Linked DNA regions of Mus musculus: region 1 is linked to region 2. A link is a contact called in public HiChIP or PLAC-seq data. All regions are on one chromosome and are shown on one strand. The core of a region is the stretch at or near the end of the contact, and the rest is flanking DNA. Distances in the headings are between cores, read along the strand shown. Region 1 overlaps Tln2 (talin 2). Region 2 holds the start of Tpm1 (tropomyosin 1, alpha).

What was found. HiChIP or PLAC-seq counts read pairs in DNA pulled down with a chosen protein or histone mark.
Region 1: an H3K4me3 HiChIP or PLAC-seq map of embryonic limb bud shows a contact between it and region 2, with 5 times the contacts expected there. The contact joins the enhancer-like site here to the promoter of Tpm1 in region 2. A contact is called at or near these places in 15 of 39 promoter capture datasets (the 3T3-L1 cell line, the HPC-7 cell line, HPC-7-derived erythroid cells and 9 more), 4 of 15 datasets of contacts at CTCF or cohesin (the NIH/3T3 cell line, large pre-B cells, pro-B cells and 1 more), 66 of 484 Hi-C or Micro-C datasets (the AML12 cell line, the C2C12 cell line, the C3H10T1/2 cell line and 41 more), 29 of 115 datasets of contacts at active chromatin or transcription factors (the 230-238 cell line, the NIH/3T3 cell line, the SCID.adh cell line and 20 more) and 2 of 9 other capture datasets (embryonic stem cells and embryonic tail).

Annotation. Positions count from the first base shown.
Region 1 is chr9:67,279,872-67,284,385 of GRCm38.p6, reverse strand. All of the region lies in intron 41 of Tln2 (talin 2), which reads left to right. Among named protein-coding and RNA genes, the nearest start is that of Mir190a, 45 kb to the right of the region's middle. Within about 2 kb of position 1,560, at least 4 of the 459 cell types and tissues checked have an H3K27ac peak or open chromatin away from gene starts, as enhancers often do. A contact at or near this core is called in embryonic limb bud and embryonic tail, where this site is marked.
Region 2 is chr9:67,046,749-67,050,662 of GRCm38.p6, reverse strand. It overlaps Tpm1 (tropomyosin 1, alpha), which reads left to right and starts at 1,450. Exons shown (of 10, transcript NM_001164248.1): 1 at 1,450-1,644; 2 at 2,752-2,877. The coding sequence starts at 1,531.

The sequences.
Region 1 (4,514 bases), core at 311-2,810, 230 kb before region 2:
CTAGAACTGGTTTCCATCAGTAAGACTAGTTCTTAGATCAAATGGTGTGATGGGACTGATAACAAGACCTCTGCCCCATCCCAACGTTCAATCTGTGTTTTGTCTGAAGACTGTAACAGGCTTGCTCCAAAGGACATTTTGGTCATTAAGTTTGCTGCTGATACTGTCTCCTTAACCCTCATTTTTTCCCTTTCCTCCCCTCCCCTCCTCTTTTAGAAACAGAATGTAGCCCATACTGACCTGAAACTGGCTATGTAGCCCAGGGAGGGTCTCAAATTTTGATCCTCCTCCCGAAGCCTCCTGAGGGCTGAGATAACAGGCTTCACCTATCAAGATTGCTTCTTTAGACCCTTGGCTAAGAGGCCACATAATGAATCAACTCGGATGTTATCATTTGGGGGAATGTTTATTAAGCTCTGTTTGCTGTTGACTTGGCGTTGCTATCTCATTTGTAGAAGAAACAAAGTTACAGCGTTGTTAAGTGGGGTGGCTGGATGGCTCCGCTGATGGTTAATCGCCATCAAGCCTATTGATCTGAGTTCGATTCCCAGGACCCACATGGACAAAAGAGTAATCCAGTTCCCTCAGTTATTTTCTGACCTACACACTTGTGCTAGGACACGCAGTGTTCCACATACGTGCACGCACATGCACACATACATGCACATACTAACTGCATGTTAAATTTCATTTTAAATAAATAGGTAATAAAATACAATGAAATGTTCTTAACTAGTTAGCAATAGTTCTGGTTTGGTTAAACAAACACTCAGGGTCAAATGTAAAAGTAGTCAAATCCCCAGACCACCTCTTGCTAGCTAGCAAGTTCATCCATTTCTTTGTGTCCTCTACTAAGCAGTGAGGTTAAATCTGAATGCAAATAACGTTTAACAACAGGAATATGGGATGTAGCTCAGTTGGTAGAGCGCTAGCCAAGCATCCACCATGCCCTGGATTCTATTCCAGCACTGTATAAGCCGGGACTGGTAACGTGCACCTCTAATCCCAGCTCTTGGGAGGAGGCTCAGAAGTCTAAGGTTTCCAGCTACATGGGAAGTTTGAGGCCAGCATGGGCTGATACCCTTGTGCGTATCAGGCAGGTGATCAATAAATCAAGACAGTACAGAGGCACATGTTCATGACCTCCCTCACAGCCCTTTTAGCTCCTGAAGCATCATCTCTCCCCACCTCTTCTATAGAATTCCCTTCAAGTTTGCTTTATGCAACACTCCAGCCAAGCCACATCCTCATTCCCTCCAGAGAGCTCTAATTATCAGTTGCCTGCCCCAGCCCCTAAAGCCTGAGACCCACTCCTGTCTTCTCCCGCTTTCCAAGCTGCTCTGATGTCTTTGCCTGCTGTCCTGGGCTTTGTAGTAGAAGTCCCATCTGGAAGGAAAAGGCTCCTTGGAAGCTGTCTTCAGACATGTGTCCGAAAAAGAACAGATGTGATTTTTCCCGTGTGTGAGGAGCAATAATAAGGGAGTCGCTCCAGACCCTAAAATAATGACCTCATTATTGCCCTGCTCGCTTTCCCTCCCAGAGGGCTGCTGGTTGTTAAAGTGTGTTGTCGTTGAGATCCTGCTATGTCTTTGGATGGCTAAGGCTGTTGTGCTTAGCCAGACCACAGTGTATGGACAAGGGCCAGGCTGTTCAATGAAAATGAAGCCTGACCCTGAGCTTCAGAGGACAAGAGGAGGCATGGTGAGGAAGGCACACCTAGGGATGTTAGCGAGGAGGTGACCTCTGAGCTGACACTCTAGAAACCTGTACTGCTCAAAAGTGAAGAGCACTGGCTGAGGAGATCGCTCAGTCAAGAAAGTGCTTGCCACCAAACAATAAAGGCCTCAGGTCCCTGCATCCACATACAAAACGGTGCCCCACAGTACACACAGGGAAGGAGACCTTAGGCTCACTGGCCAGCTCCAGGTTCGGTGAGAGACCCTTCCTCAACAAATGAGGTGGAAAGTGATTGGGGCGGGGACCTAAGATAAGCATCTGTCTCCACACATGTACACATGCAGCTACATACACATGCATTCACACACATGTGAGCAGGGACACACGCACCCAAAGGGGGGGGGGGTATAAAAATAAGCAAGCCTAGAGGATTCGTCAGCTTTTCTCCAGTCCGACAGTCAGATAGTTTATGTCTGTGCTATCCAAGAGCAAAGATGTTTACTGAGGGGTTCAAAGATCATTCTGTAATTTACTGATGCCTTCCCTGAATTACGTCCTCATTCCCAGAGTTGTTAAGATCAGACCCTGGATCTCTTCCCTTCTGTGGCATCCTCGGTGCCTGTCCCCAAGTTGCTGTATGCCCATGAGCTCAGTTTGTCCACCCACCCTCAGTGGGCCAATTAAAGAGACAAGGAAGAGTGAGTGGCGGGGGATAATTCATTCATTGCAGCCACATTGCGAAGAAGAACAAATAAAGGAGTCCTGTAGCCCCCAAGTCCATTTTTAAAGTTTAGGTTTACATGGGTTAGGGGGAGTATGTATAACTAGGTCATCTGCGTCATGATGTGGTCCCAACCATCATCTGGGCTCTGGCCTCTCATGCACGTGGTCTGACTCATTAGTTGTCAAACTGTGTGAACCCTCTTTTTAGAAGACAGTTTCCCTCTCTGGCTGGCACCAAGACTCGGCCTTCTCTTTCTCCCAGCATGAAATCCCTGAGGAGATTGCAGTTTCTCCGGGAGCGTTGTTTTAATGGTCTATCAGCCAGGAGCACACGCATCTCTCTTCGGAATTGCCCCACTCCTGTTAAGAGTTTGTACTCCTAAGACCCTTGAAGATGAAAGCAAGCCTCTGACTGGCAGCTGTTCACCTCTCTCTTAAAACATGTGTTTCACTTTAATGTGGTCCTGTAGAATTGTGTCAGTAGTGTTCTCATCGTAGCTACGACACAGAAGAAAATCACCCCTTCTGTTTGAGCTTGTGTAATGGGAGTCTGTGGTTTTAGAAGCTTTCTCTAGGGAGTTCTGTGTGGGAATGCCACCTTTAAGACTTGTAACAGAATAAAGCAGTTTGCACAGAATGTTTTACTCTGTGCTATAAAGTTGGCTATGAGCCTAGATTAGGAGCTTACTGACTTCTGTCCCGAAGGCAGAATTCTGTCTGTCTACACAGCATTAATCCCAAAGATGGGAGGGGAAAGACCACTGACCCAAATCATCATGGCCGAAACAATGCAATCAAAGCTTTTTTGTCCGTGTACATGGGCTGCCTCTCCCTAAGATGGGTTCAAGAGGTCAGCATTGGATATGAGGAAGACAAGGCAGGCAAAATAGGCAGTTACAGGAGCAGAGCACCATAACAAGGTAGTCCTTACTGAAACAAAGACAAGATGGTCATAACAATAGGTATTCATAACCAGGTATTATAGCAACAAGTATTCATAACCAGGTAGTCATAGACAGTCAGATAATAAAAGTAGGGTTGCAAGATGGTTATAAACAACTGTTTGAAACAAAGACATGATTGCCATTCCTGAACAGGACATACACAACCATTTGTAGTTAAGGTTGGGGGCGGGGGTATAGCCCAATCTTTGAGAAACATATTTAGTCATAAACAAAAGTGAACTTAGGAACAGAACACCAATGGCTTATGCTCTAAGATCAAGAATGAGACCTCATAAAGTTGAAAAGCTTCTGTAAGGCAAAGGACGCTGTCAATAGGACACTGTCATTAGGACAAAACAGCAAACAACAGATTGAAGGAAAGGCCATCCAGAGACTGCCCCACCTGGGGTTTCATCCCATATACAGCCACCAAACCCAGACACTATTGTGGATGCCAGGAAGTGCTTGCTGACAGAAGCCTGATATAGCTGTCACCTGAGAGGCTCTGCCAGAGCCTGACAAATATAGAGGCAGATGCTCACAGCCAACAATTGGACTGAGTGTGAGGTCCCCAATGGAGGAGTTGGAAAAGGGACTGAAGGAGCTGAGGGGGTTTGCAGCCTCATGGAGGGAGCAACAGTATTAACTGCCCAAGGGCCCCCACCCCAGATCTCCTGGAGACTGGACCACTAACCAAAGAATACACATGGAGAGACCCATGGCTCTGGCTGCATATGTGGCAGAGGATGGCCTGTTGGACATCAGTGGGAGGAGAGGCCCTTGGGCCTAAGGGTCTTTGATGCCCCAGTGTAGGGGAATGCCAGTGAGGGAAGAGAGGAGTGAGTGGGTGGGTGGGGGAGATAAGGGGTTTCTGAAGGAGAGATCTGGAAAGGGGAAAACATTTGAAACGTAAATAAAGAAAATATCCAATAAAGATATATATATTTTAAAAAAAAACAAAAGTGAACTTAGTTTGTCTTTATTATAAGATGCTTTTGAGCCTAAGATGAAGTCAAGCTGGTCCCTCAACAGGTATAAAGAGGATAGCTGTGAGCAGCATATTTGACACCTTGTCAGAGTCCATATTTGAGTAACTCTTCTTGCTTCCCTGGGCCTTTTAGTTCAGACAGGGCCTATGGCTCACATTGCTTTTTCATGGCATTCTTTATT
Region 2 (3,914 bases), core at 201-2,700:
TGTACCATGTTTTCAGCACCAGCATCCAAATGCCTTACAGAGAGAGACAACTCCCTGTAAGGATCCAAGCAAGGAAACTGGACTAACAAGATGGCTCAGCAGGTAAAGGAGCTTGCTATCAAGCACAAAGACCTGTGTTGGATTCTTTTTTTTTTTTTTTTTTTTTTTTTTTTTTTTTTTTTTTTTTTTTTTTTTAGATTTATTTATTTATTATATGCAAGTACACTGTAGCTGTCTTCAGACACTCCAGAAGAGGGCATCAGATCTCATTACGGGTGGTTGTGAGCCACCATGTGGTTGCTGGGATTTGAACTTCGGACCTTTGGAAGAGCAGTCGGGTGCTCTTACCCACTGAGCCATCTCACCAGCCCCCTGTGTTGGATTCTTAAAGAGTTGCTCTCTGACCTCTACAGTCCACCAAAGCACGAATGCACCTCCATGACCCCGCCCCCCAAATAAGTAACCGACTCTAGTAAAACATGCAAATGAATAAATGGAGGGAAGCTACAGCATTGAAGCTGTTACAAATCACAGCTGCCGATGACTAAAGACCAGACACACACACACACACACACACACACTCACACTCACACCACTGACTCCCACAGGGAAGAAAAACGCCTAGACCGCTACACACTGACACACTCCCTCTGCCCTTTCCAAAGCACAGCGCAGGCACTTTTGGGCCTTAAGTCCCTAAAGTATTTTACTACCCACCCCCAGTTTGGTGAAAAGACTCGAGACTGCCTGTGTGTCACTATGTCCACTATCAGGGGCAGAGAGACAGGGTCTCAGGAATGGCCCTCAAACCTTCCTCCACCTCTATTTCTCTGCTCTGGTTGAAATGTCCAGACCGTGAGAGCCCAGGACGACAACTGGTGAGTGGGCTGAGTGCTGCCACAAGGACCCAGCTGGGTACCGAGAGCTCCCAGGCCCAGAGGGGAGGGGCAGTGGCCGTGACTGGCAGCCCCCGGACCTTACAATGAGCAGCACCCCAGGACCTGGAGGCAGAGTGAGCCGGTGCGCACACACCACCTGCCCTATTCCGGGTGGTTCCGGGCAGGCTCTTCTGGGGACCTTGACCGCCAGACGATGGCTCTGAGAGGTGGCTAGAGACTCTCGCCCAGTGCCGGGCTCCTCTCCAGCGAGGTCCCGGCGCTCTTTCCCAGGCGTGCAGGTTTAGAAATAGGACGGCCTCGCCCGGCCGCGGCCTCGGAGGCTCGGGTCCCCATATATAGTCATATCCACCGTCAACTGGGAGGCCGGCAGGCGGCAGCGAATGGGCGTGCGGGCCCCCGCGGGAGGAGCGAGGAGGGGGCACGGGGCGGAGGCAGGAGACTGGGAAAGGGGGAAGGAGGAACAAGCTTTTCCAAAAAAGTATTGGCTGTCCTAAGGAATGCGGTCGCCCCCCTGGGAAAGTACATATCAGGGAGCAGCAGGCAGCTCCGCGCTCGCACTCCGGCTCTGCTACCCCACCGCGCTCGCGTCTCCTCTCGCTCCGCTGCCTAAGGGCCCCTCGCCACCGCCACCATGGACGCCATCAAGAAGAAGATGCAGATGCTGAAGCTCGACAAAGAGAACGCCTTGGATCGAGCTGAGCAAGCGGAGGCTGATAAGAAGGCGGCGGAAGACCGGAGCAAGCAGGTCTGCATTTATCCCCAACCTCCAATGCCCCAGCTTAGCGTGGGTCGCTCAGCCCCGGGACCCGAACTGGCTCCCTTTCCTCATCCCATCCCCAGCCAGGGTGTCCAGGGGCGCACGTTTAAAAAAGAAAAGGAGAAGCGCGAGAGTTAGACTGATTCTAACTTTTCTGTCTCGTCCGAGGACGCTCGTGGCCCTTCTCTGACTCCCACGGTCTGCGAGGTCCACTGAGCTTCTTCCCTAGAGAGGCTCTTGACTCTTAGGGTTGGGAATCAGTTTTGAAAGAGGAAGAGAGAAAGGATACAAGTTCCCGGGTTGCCTGGAGGGAAGGGTGGGGGAGCGGAGCAAGGCTCAAGTCCTAAGGTGTCCGAAGTTCTTTGGACTTTTTGGTTGGGGAGAAAGATCCCTCAACACGGGATGAAGACTTTGAAGGGAAGAGGAGGGAGTCACTGAATTATTTCCTAAGAACAAAGATGGGACAGAATGGGAGACACACGGAAAGCTAGCCAAACAAGGACATGTTTCGGCAGTCCCTCAAATTGAGAACCTGAGCTTGCTGTCCTCGGCCGGCCGGAGCGTGTGGTCCCGGGTTGGGGGGTGGTGTGCGAGATGAGTCACTGAGTGAGATCTCTGGGAGAGATATCTTAGGGTCCCTTGAGCCCCAAAGCAGCGATCCCTTAGCCCCAGGGCTCCAGCCAACCTGGCACCCATTTGTTATGTGTCTCCCACCCGGTCCATGCCGGCCGCCCGCGCCCGCTCGCCGCTACCCCAGCTCGAGGAGGACATCGCAGCGAAAGAGAAGCTGCTGCGGGCGTCGGAGGACGAGCGGGACCGGGTGCTAGAGGAGCTGCACAAGGCGGAGGACAGCCTCCTGGCTGCCGACGAGACCGCCGCCAAGGTACCCCGGGCGCGCGGCGAGGCACTGCACACGAATGGCTAACTCTTTCTCTTTCTCTCTCCCTCCCTGTCTTTCCCTCTCTCTCTCTCTCCCGCTGTCCCTGTCCTTTATGGTCTATGCACCCTCAACCCGCACCTTGCGGGATCACGCTGCCTGCCGCACCCCACCCCCTCCCCCTTCCCCCCTCCCCGTACTCCACTGCCAACTCCCAGCTGGAAGATGAGCTGGTGTCACTGCAAAAGAAACTCAAGGGCACTGAAGATGAACTGGACAAATACTCCGAGGCTCTCAAAGATGCCCAGGAGAAACTGGAGCTGGCGGAGAAAAAGGCCACAGATGTAAGTGCACGCTCACACTGCCTCCCTCACCTCCTGTCCGTGTGGCCACTCTGGGGGGCGGGGGGCCACCACAGGGGCTGCAGAGCAAAGGAAGAGGGCGAACCTCCTCCTGCAGGGACACCTGCACACAGCCTGGCCGTGGCCCAGAGCACTGGATGCCGCCTCTACTGCTGCTCACGTTTCATTTTTATTCCGTCCTTTCCCTTTTTCTCTTTTTCCTCTTCTTTACCTCCTCCCCTTTGGTTGGAGGTGGGTGGGTACGAAGCTGGGAGCTGAAAAGGGTGAAGCTGGAGGTGAACTTCGCCTCCTGCTGGTATAAAACCTCTGAGGTGTATGTCATCACCAAGGTCTGTGCAAAACAGAATACCTAGTGTTTGCCGCGCCCCCAGCCCCCGGTGGTTTTCGCTGATGGACCTAGTCTGAGTAAGTCCACAGAGCCTGGCCTTTAAATGGACTCATCCTTTTACTTCAGACGCTAAATTTGAGGGCTACTGTGACACTTTGAGGCTCTTTTTCTCACTAGACAAGCCTTAAGACCTGCCCAGGGAAGGTGATACTTGCTTGGGTCTGCAGTCTGAAGCACTAGATCCAGAAAGTACGCAGGGAGTTATATATAGCTCAGTGCTTTATATGGCATAGCGAGCTGGCTGCCCCCTGCCCGCCCCGCCCCCACCTGTCAGCCCTCTGACAACCACCACAGACGTGCTTCCAGGGGGGTGATAGACACAGTTCCAGTTCTGCTAAGCACCCTCTCCACCCTAGAGCTAGCCACTTCTGTCTAGAAAGTCAAGCTGACGGTCAGTTTCCCAATGCACTGACTTTTCGCACCACTACATTCCACTGGAGAAGCCAATTAAGCCTAGAGGCTCAATTAGAAAAGAATTCCTTGAGAAACTGATAACAATTCCAAGAATGTGTGAGCAGCACAGAAAGCTACACCCAGAGGCTAGACCCCCAAGTTCAACCGCAGTTTGTAATTTTTGGTCGGTTTATCTATTTCTGTTTATCTATTTATTTATTTTGGAGAATGTGTAATG